2 separate regions of the Hordeum vulgare genome follow, and region 1 is linked to region 2. Evidence: chromatin contacts called from public Hi-C data. All regions are on one chromosome and are shown on one strand. The core of a region is the stretch at or near the end of the contact, and the rest is flanking DNA. Distances in the headings are between cores, read along the strand shown. Region 1 holds the start of LOC123450046 (periodic tryptophan protein 2). Region 2 holds the start of LOC123419246 (extensin-like).

What was found. Hi-C and Micro-C count contacts between places; a contact is called where the count stands out from the background.
Region 1: a Hi-C map of leaf shows a contact between it and region 2, with 3 times the contacts expected there. The contact joins the promoter of LOC123450046 here to the promoter of LOC123419246 in region 2. A contact is called at or near these places in 2 of 6 Hi-C or Micro-C datasets (leaf and seedling).

Annotation. Positions count from the first base shown.
Region 1 is chr1H:498,236,423-498,241,150 of MorexV3_pseudomolecules_assembly, reverse strand. It overlaps LOC123450046 (periodic tryptophan protein 2), which reads left to right and starts at 2,040. Exons shown (of 8, transcript XM_045127447.1): 1 at 2,040-3,237; 2 at 3,505-3,756; 3 at 3,851-3,943; 4 at 4,106-4,477. The coding sequence starts at 2,068. It overlaps LOC123450055 (golgin candidate 5-like), which reads left to right. Exons shown (of 19, transcript XM_045127456.1): 19 at 1-211.
Region 2 is chr1H:497,945,718-497,950,836 of MorexV3_pseudomolecules_assembly, reverse strand. It overlaps LOC123419246 (extensin-like), which reads right to left and starts at 1,619. Exons shown (of 1, transcript XM_045107143.1): 1 at 1-1,619. The coding sequence starts at 1,417. It also overlaps the pseudogene LOC123402080.

The DNA.
Region 1 (4,728 bases), core at 791-3,290, 290 kb before region 2:
TCATACGAGGAAGATATATCTTTATTGATTTTGTGTACATCGTGAAGGATCTTTGTTGTCGGTCTCGGTAGCATAGCCAGTGTGTTGTACACTAGACTGGATAGCTCCACAGCTCTACATTCATTGATGACTTGCATGCAAAGTTTTTCGTTCACAGAAGAGAAGTGTGTCATCGTCTCAGCTAATAAATACTACTCCCTCCGTTTCTAAATACAAGTCTTTTTAAAGATTTCATTTATACTCCCTTCGTTCCTTTATATAAGGTGTATTATTTTCGGTACGGTGACCAATTTACCTAATTATAGACATATTAAGACTAAATTACCCTTGGAAAATTTGTTAGTGGAATGTGAATCAATTAGTCCAAAAAAGTATGAGATAGTTTCCTTCTTTTGGTATAAGGAGAGATACACACAGAAAAGAGATACTTCCCTTTTTTAGGAGGGCGGAAGGAGTAGTTTTATAGTGAATCTATATCAACGCATGGGCCCGCCTGATTCAATTCACATTTGGAACATCAACACGCCCTAATGTCGCCCATGACCAAACACACGTTGGCGTGTTTTGTATAATTTTCTTCCACAGATCATAAAAAAATAATCTATGGTCACGATTTTTTCCCATTAACTCTTGACATACACTCCTTGCTGTCTAAGAACGAAAACATTACTCCCTCCGTTCTTAAATATAAATCTTTTTAGGTATTTTATTAGAGGACTATACTTTAAAATACATCCGTATGTTGTTCTCTATTAAAACCTTTACAAAGACTTATACTCCCTCCGTTTTTAAATATAAGTCTTTGTAGAGGTTCCACTAGCATAGACATATTTTAGAATGTAGATTCATTCATTTTGTTTCGTATGTAGTTTTTTAGTATTTTTTTTTAAAAGACTTATATTTAGAAACGGAGCGAGTATTTTACATTCGGTATATTTTCGGCAGCTGATATACGTCTCATGCTAATCGCTATCAGCAGTCAGTAGCATGAGATTTTCTTCTTGTAGCCCCCGCGCGACGCGAGCACGCCGGCCCAGCCCCGGAGGGCCACGGACGCGCGCACCACGGCGCCGAGCGCGACGCACAAGGCGACCGCGCCAGCCAGCCTCAGCTCCGCCGCGGCCGCGTCGAGGGCGCGCGCGGCGAGGGCCGAGAGCCTGCACGCGTCCGACGCGGCGAGCGCGGCCACCGCGAGCAGCGCACCGGCGAGCAGCAGCAGCAGGGAGAGGGCGGCGGCGGCGAGGAGCGCGCCGGAGAGCAGGCCGCCGCAGAGGATCCCCGCGAGGAGGAGGCCAAGGTGGTGCTCCAGTGCCGTCGCCGCGTGCGTGGACATGTCCATGGCCATGTGCTGGGCTGGCAGGGGAAGATGGCGGCGGGGAGGCAAATGCCGGCCGCGCAGAGGAGACCGACCGGCGAGAGGAGGAAGAAGGGAAGCTTGTCACGCGCGATCAGTTTTCATTATTCCTTTTGCCCTGCTGTGCACGTCTGGTATAAGTATATGGTATGGATGCTTGACGAGCTACGTACGTGCACGTTTCGGCGAGGGGCAAGCCAAGGATCGATCGATAGCGGATGACAAGTGCTCCCAGAATATTTATACATTTTTGGAGTCCCGTGTGTTTTCTTAAACACAATACAGGACGGAGCGCACACCCTATTTTTACGAGCACATGCGAGAAATTAAGTCCGCGTATCATCTTACAATTTATAAATTCCTTTCATAATATGTCGTATCGTTGAAAATTTTAAAATAAATTCAGAAATAAATGCGAGCATCGGGATTTGGTTCCTGATGGATCAGAGATAACCTTAGCCTAAGAAAGTTTAAAATTCCACGTGTGGCAGACGTTCAATTTCAAATTTTTTTTAGAAGAATGTTTTTTTTTTTGAGACGAAAAAGAATGTTCAATTTCGTGAGCCCGTTCCACGGTTGGGCCAGAAACTGTCGCATTCAGCCCATCAAACGCTGGAACGAACCCAGAGCAAAACCCTCGTCGTCGTCAACTACTCACTCCTCCCCCCTCCCCAAAACCCTAGCCCCCACTCCCGCCCACCCCCGCCCCCGCCATGAACTACCGCTTCCAGAACCTTCTAGGCGCGCCGTACCGCGGCGGCGACGCCGTCTTCGCGGGGGACTCCTCCGTGCTCCTCTCGGCGGTGGGGAACCGCGTGGCGACCACCGACCTCGCCGCCTCCTCCTCGCTCACCCTCCCCTTCGAGTCCTCCGCCAACATCGCCCGCCTCGCCACCTCCCCCTCGGGCGACTTCCTCCTCGCCTGCGACGACAAGGGCCGCGCGCTCTACGCCAACCTCCGCCGCCGCGCCGTCCTCCACCGCGTCTCCTTCAAGGCCGCCCCCTCCGCCGTCCGCTTCAGCCCCGACGGCCAGCTCATCGCCGTCGCCGTCGGCAAGCTCGTCCAGATCTGGCGCTCCCCCTCCTTCCGCAGGGAGTTCTTCCCCTTCCACCTCCTCCGCGTCTTCCCCGGCTTCGCCGCCGGGGTCACCTCCTTCGACTGGTCCCCCGACTCCGCCTCCCTCCTCGTCGCCTGCAAGGACCTCACTGCCCGCCTCCTGCCCGTCAAGCGGGGCACCGGTAACAAGCCCTTCCTCTTCCTCGGCCACCGTGCGGCTGTCGTTGGCGCCTTCTTCGCCACCGATAAGAAGTCGGGCAGAGTCCACGGGGTCTACACGGTTTCAAAGGACGGAGCTATCTTTACATGGAATTTGGTGGAGGGCAATGATGCCGCATCTCCTCCACCTTCACCCGGGACACCAGAGCAGGATGGTGAGCCGGAATTGGATGCTGGGAGCAGCAGGAAGAGGAAGAGCTTGGAAGAGCCCAGCACCACTCCGCTTCATTTGGCAAAGTGGGAGCTGCAGAAAAAGAACTTCTTCATGCAGGCGCCTGCTAAGCTAACAGCCTGTGATTACCACCGGGATCTTGACATGGTGGTGGTTGGGTTTTCTAACGGGGTGTTTGGGCTGTACCAGATGCCCGACTTTGTGTGCCACTGCCAGCTCTCAATATCAAGGGAGAAGATCACCACAGCTATTTTCAACAGCTTGGGGAATTGGTTAGTTTTTGGGTGCGCCAAACTTGGCCAACTGCTGGTGTGGGAGTGGCGGTCAGAGAGCTACATTTTGAAGCAGCAGGGTCACTACTTCGATGTCAACTGCATTGCATACTCACCAGATTCTCAGTTAATTGCTACTGGAGCTGATGATAACAAAGTCAAGGTATGTTGGAACTAGTGGTGCCATTTGCAATCTCTGTTATATCCTTTTTCTGCTTGGCCGGCTGTGCTCTTAAAGTAGGCCAAGATACTTGATGAAATGCTATTGAGATGATGAAGTAATTGATATTTTTTCTAGTACCTCTTTGAATTGAAAACCAGAAATTATAACTATCACAACTTTTTCCTATGTCTAAGACCATATTGTTTTAACAGTTAAGTATATCATTATCCTGCATTGAGTTTGATACACGTGACTTGCTTGCTGCAGGTCTGGACGGCTGCCTCTGGGTTCTGTTTCATAACATTTTCCGAGCATACAAATGCTGTTACTGCAGTTCATTTTATGGCCAATAACCATTCTCTTCTCAGTGCCTCCCTTGATGGGACTATTCGAGCATGGGATCTGTTCCGTTATCGTAACTTCAAGACATTTACGACCCCTTCACCTAGACAATTTGTTTCTTTAACGGCAGATCAGAGCGGGGAAGTAATTTGTGCTGGAACACTTGATTCATTTGAGGTGTGTGTATACACTCAACATTTTTCTGGCAGTCCTTTTGCTGCCTATATGCTCTAATTCTAGTTCCTTGATAACCACAATGTTATTCATGCAGATTTATGTTTGGTCAATGAAGACTGGTCGTTTGTTGGATGTGCTCAGTGGCCACCAAGGACCAGTTCATGGTCTAATGTTTTCACCAATCAGTGTAAGTCCATGCTTTGCTGTATTTTGGTTCCTATTCCTGGTAGTTAAAAGTACAATTTTTTTTGAAACAAATTGACTAAGGAAATTGTGCTGAATCTGCTCTATTAGTGGTTCTATGTATTTTGTAAATCCACAGAAAGAGTAACTAGCTTATGTTTTGTAGGCTATTTTGGCTTCATCATCATGGGACAAGACCGTTCGTCTTTGGGATGTATTTGAGAGCAAGGGTGCTGTGGAAACGTTTCAGCACTCACATGATGTTCTTACCTTGGCTTATCGTCCTGACGGAAGGCAGATTGCATGCAGCACACTAGATGGCCTAATCAATTTCTGGGATCCCTTTGATGGCTTGTTGATGTATACAATTGAAGGCCGCAGGGATATTTCTGGCGGGCGGCTCATGACTGATAGAAGATCTGCAGCTAATACGAGTATAGGAAAGTACTTCACGACGCTGTGCTATTCTGCTGATGGAAGCTATATTTTAGCAGGAGGAAACAGCAAATATATATGCATGTATGATATTGGAGAACAGGTCAGGAAATCTCTTGTGATAAAACAATTTTGTAGCATACCCACATTTCTCATCTCTTTTCCTTTTACTATCTTAGAGGCGCCTCCCATCTTATATATGCTCATTCTTTACAATCTATAGTTATCATGCCATACTGTCATGTACTCGTGTCAATTACTGTAGTTTGGTAAAAACTTTGTCTATTATTAGTTTGTACCCAATGTTTGCTTGACTTGGTGACCAGAATTATTTTCCTGGTAGCCTCACGAACC
Region 2 (5,119 bases), core at 370-2,869:
GAGATGGTGGCGGTTGATTGTTAGGTTCGTAGGTTGGAGGTGTAACAGGGGGGCTAGATGAAGGTGTTTGTGGGGTGGTTGGAGCTAGCGGTGGAGAGCTAGATGAGGATGGCGGTGGTGGGGACTGATCACTAGGTTCGTAGGGTGGAGGTGTGGTAGGATCTATTGGTGGGGGGCTAAATGATGGTGATGGTGGAGGAGGTTGCTCATTAGTCGGGGGCATTGAAGGTGTTACGGGTGTGGTAACTAGTGGCGGTGGGGGAATGGATGGAGTATTCAATGGTGGCGGTGACGGTTGATCGTTAGGTTCATACCTTGGAGGTGCAATTGGGGGACTATATGGAGGTGTTTGTGGGGTAACTGGAGCTAGCGGTGGGGAGCTAGATGATGATGGTGGCGGAGAGGATTGGTTGCTAGGTTGGTATGGTGGAGATGTACTAGGATTTGTTGGTGGGGGGCTAAATGACGGTGGCGGTGGAGGCTGCTCATTAGTTGGGTCTACCGGAGGTAGTGCTGCGGGTGGGCTAGATGGAGGTGGTTGGTTAATGGATGGAGGATTCAATGGAGGCGGTGGCGATTGATCGTTAGGTTCGTAGGTTGGAGGTGTAACAGGGGGGCTAGATGGAGGTGTTTGTGGAGCTTGTGGTGGGGGGCTAGATGACAATGGCGGTGGAGGGGATTGAGGGCTAGGTTGGTAGGCAGGTGGTGTAGCAGGAGCTACTGGTGGGGGGCTAGATGATGGCAATGGTGGAGGCTGCTCATTAGTCGGGTCCACCGAAGGTGCTGTGGGTGGGCTAGATGATGGCAATGGTGGAGGCTGCTCATTAGTCGGGTCCACCGGAGGTGCTGTGGGTGGGCTAGATGATGGCAATGGTGGAGGCTGCTCATTAGTCGGGTCCACGGGAGGTGCTATGGGTGGGCTAGATGGAGGTGGTGGTGGCGATGGAGGTATTTGTGGGGTGGCGGGAGCTTGTGGTGGGGGGCTAGATGATGATGACGGTGAAGGGGATTGAGTGCTAGGTTGGTAGGGAGGTGGAGGTGACTGAGTATTACTTTGGTCAGATGGAGCCGGTGGAGAATAAGACGGGGTTGACGGTGGCGATGGGGTACCGTTACCTTGGTCTGGGGAAGGACCAGCTCCATCAGGCGATGACGGTGATGTCTCTGCATCATCGCAGTCCTTGTTTGGCGGTCCTCGACCCCTATTGCTTGGACCATCCTTGTCGTGGGGATTCGGACCACGTCCTGGTTTAGGGCAATGTGGATTTTTCACCGGCCCTACACCATTTGATTTGTGATCACCACCACCATAGGAGCCCTTCCCGTTTCCACCCGCAGAACTCTTATCTGCCTGGGATACATGGGCGGCAAGCACAAGAATCAGGATGGGAAGAACTACAGGGAGCAGCGATCTCATCGTAGGATGAGAACGCTGAACCTGAATACCGACCAGAGAGAGCTGTTTGTGTTAGCTTACGGGTTTATGCAGAATGAGCAGCGATGCTAGCCATTTATAGTGGGTGTAACCTCGACCTTGGTAATGGCTACGTTTTGCTGGATCCGAGTCGAAGAAGCTTCTGACACTGCCAGGCACTGCACCGGCCTGCATTTGTTAATTCTCAGGTCAGCTCCTCACCAGCTGTGTTCTGACAGATGAAAGAGGGAGAACGAATCACATAAGTGAAAAAAAAGGCAGTACAATCCACTGTGTTTCTCTGCTAATTTCATTGACATTTTGCAGGTTCCATTGTTCTCCGTGCACAGCATCTTTGCCTAGATCACAGGGCCATGCATGATATTGACAGTTAATGCCACACGGGTGGTAACAGGTTGGCCGGGAGGAGCAGACCTTGGGTGGCGTCGGCAGATTCCAAATGAGCAGTCAAAAATGCCAGGTGTGCCCCAGTTGAGTTGATTAACATGACAGCGCAGCACTGCTGCACACGATCAAGTTGACCTCAGAGATAGTTAGCTAGTGTGTCAGATCTTTAGCAGCACACATCAGATGGATGGAAGATCTATCCAGCTGTGAGCTTCCATGGGCAGCTCAGAAACCCAGGAAGGCCGGCCGATCAAGCCGCATCTCTCCGTGTGGAGCTTCCATCTGTTCATATCTGTAGGTAGAATTAGGATCTAGTTGATCTGACGTTTCCAGCTATGGTAAGTAGATTCGCAGTTGTATCTCAAGTTAAAAAAATTGGAACTGCTCCTGCACCAGATCAGCTCGGTTGCTGTGTCAGCATCCCAAGCAAAACAACTCTCCTTGATTCTCATTCCAATGTCAATCCTTGTGTCTTCTCGTCGGTGCAAAAGCTAGACCTTCTTCCAAAGTCACATTAATTGTTGCCCCAGTGCTAATTGGACAGTGGAACCGCGTAATGTTCAAGAAATCAAGATGCCTTTCTCCAAAAAATATTCGAACATGCCAAACTGAAAGTTACAACAATGCTGGAGCACAACTCTTGTAGGGGGCGTTCATATTCATAGGAGAAGTGGGCAGCGGTATTATTGTTATTGCCTTGTTTATTTTTTTGCATGCATCGTTTGACTCTGAGTAGATGAATTTCCGAACTACAAAATGTAGCCTAGGAACACACACAAAAAAGGATCTTTGACTATTTATAGCCATAGGAGAAGCGGGCAGGACACGTAAGAAGATGTGTTCAAGGCTGGGTATGATTGTCATTGGCTTCTTGTTTGTTGTTTTGCATGCATTGTTTGACTCTGAGTAGATGAATTTCCTAACTGCAAAACGTAGTCTTGGAAGACACAAAGAAGGATCTTTAACTATTTACGGTCAGTGGACAATTAATCATCCATAAAAATCTACTGACAATATTCTAATAAGGGAGTGCCGAAGATCTTAACAAGCTGTTTCTCGACCTATGTTAATTTTTATTCTTACTGGTTATGAAATCTTTTCAGACTCGTCAGATCTGGAGATGGAATTCTTTCATTTGATCAGTTGTCTTCTGAGTCATTGCATGAATAAATGGCGATACCAAACGATCAGGTAATGTGTAGGCTATTGCATTTACAAGCATGTTTTTGTTCTCACTAGTTACGGTGATATATGTATGGTTATTTACGGATATCCATCCATGGAGGGCCCTATCTTTGGTGATTTTTGGCTGAAGTAGATTGTTTCACTCAAGTGTTGTAGTAGTTACATTCAGGTTTCAAGTTTCTCTCCTGTATAAATCACTTATTCCTTGGCTAATGGTGGCACTTGACATCTGGAGTTCATTATTATCTGCAGTCTGTACTGATTAGGTTGTGATCTCTTTGTCACTGGCGGCTAAGAATAATAAACCTGATGCGTGGAAAATAAAATGGATACGGATTTACGTACTCTTTCAAGTCATTTCTAGCCAGAACACTTTGCATTGTATCAACCGATATGTGCATGAAGGAAATTTCTTGCACTGGTAGTCTGGTACAGTGATAGTTCTATTCGATGGTCAGCTATGATATTTTTTGTTTTGTAAAAGAACATTACAATGACTCCTTTTCTTTTCTATTCTGGTTAGCCAATGAAAGGGACCTGTACTAAAGGCGTACCACAGGGACACAAGGAGACAAAATTTAGGCATACATTTTCAGATAACTCTATTACTCCGTACCTAAATAATTGTAGTTGGGAAGAACTAGTCTAGTTTTTCCCAACTATAATTATTTAGGTACAGAGGGAGTAGTTGCAAGTGTGTGTGTTCCTCTTTTTCAGGTCGGTTTACTGTTTTCTAGAATCTATACTGCTTCTTGGCTGCTTTTCTTTGTTCCCTGCCGGGAATCAAGCAGTTCTTCGATGGGGTAAGAGCCTCACAATGCAAGGTAAACCATTGTTTTACGTGGCCATGTGTTTTCTTAATCCCCGGAGATTGTTGGTCAATTCTGACAAGTTAAGAAACAGGTGCGCGACCTGCCCTTTGTGTGTCTTCAGCAACCCTGAGTTGATGCCCATCTTGGCTGCTGCTCTTACCACCGTTTGTTATGGCTGTGATCACAACTGAAGTGTGATAGTTGAAGAAATAAGCTCAGATATGCTCTGTTCTTTTATTGGATCCTGCATAGTGTCTCGACTGGCTACTTGAGATTCCATTGCTGCGGATAGTTCTGGAGCCAATAATTCCAGTGACCGCACACAGGTCTGGCCGGATATCAGAAGCTCACTGTCTGGCATCGCAATATTGTCAATCCGCAACGGCGTGTGGCAAGTTTCAGGAAAAGGCATTTCAGGGGCCATCCGATTAAACAGAAAGGATGATAGAGGAACATGAACTGGTGATGGCTGGGCATCTGAAGCAAAGGGCCGGGGAAGCTTCATCTGTTTCTATGTTGCACTGAAAAATCCCGGCTTTTTTGCTCTGACAAAGCAGAAGAATTCTTGTGCAGCGGCGCATAACAAAAAATTCGAATAGCACAAGCTGACCAGACCTTCAGAAGAAGCTACCGAATTAGGGTGTTTGAGGCGATGGTGCGTCTGACTTAATGTACCATGAGGCAATGACATATTATAGTGGCTATATATTACGGTATATGACCGTAGAGTCCCAGGTTACCCGACCTGTTATTTTCGGTGGGCTAAAGATGTCAGGTCGGTGAGCAGTCATGTAGAGAATATGTTTACGATGCTGTGTTATGGATGCCTCAAATTTGGCTGTTCATACCCCAAAAGAACTGTATATAAGATCCAAACACTAGCGCAAACACAACCACAGATGCATACCACCACACCTATTTGGGGGAGAACTTTCCAGTTCATAGTTTGCTACAAATCACACAAAACTGTCAAAATGCGCGCATATCAAATTTCTCGTGATTGACCGAAGGAAAGGTTAGCGACTGCTCTCCCTACGGAATCTCAAGTAGAGCCATTGCATAGCTGGCAGACACGATGGGCTCAGGGTTTCGACTGCTGTTCATTCCGATCTTAGGTCTCGCTCAGCGAATTCAGAAGGGTTGGGTCCTTTGTCAATGACTTACTTTCCTAGTAGCAGAGATGCAAGAATAACTACTTTCTTCTGCTAGGCTATTCTTTGTTTTTGAATCCAAGATAAGTCATTCCCCAGGGAAAATCTATAATGAGCATGAGGTAACAATTCCATGTTGATCTGAATCA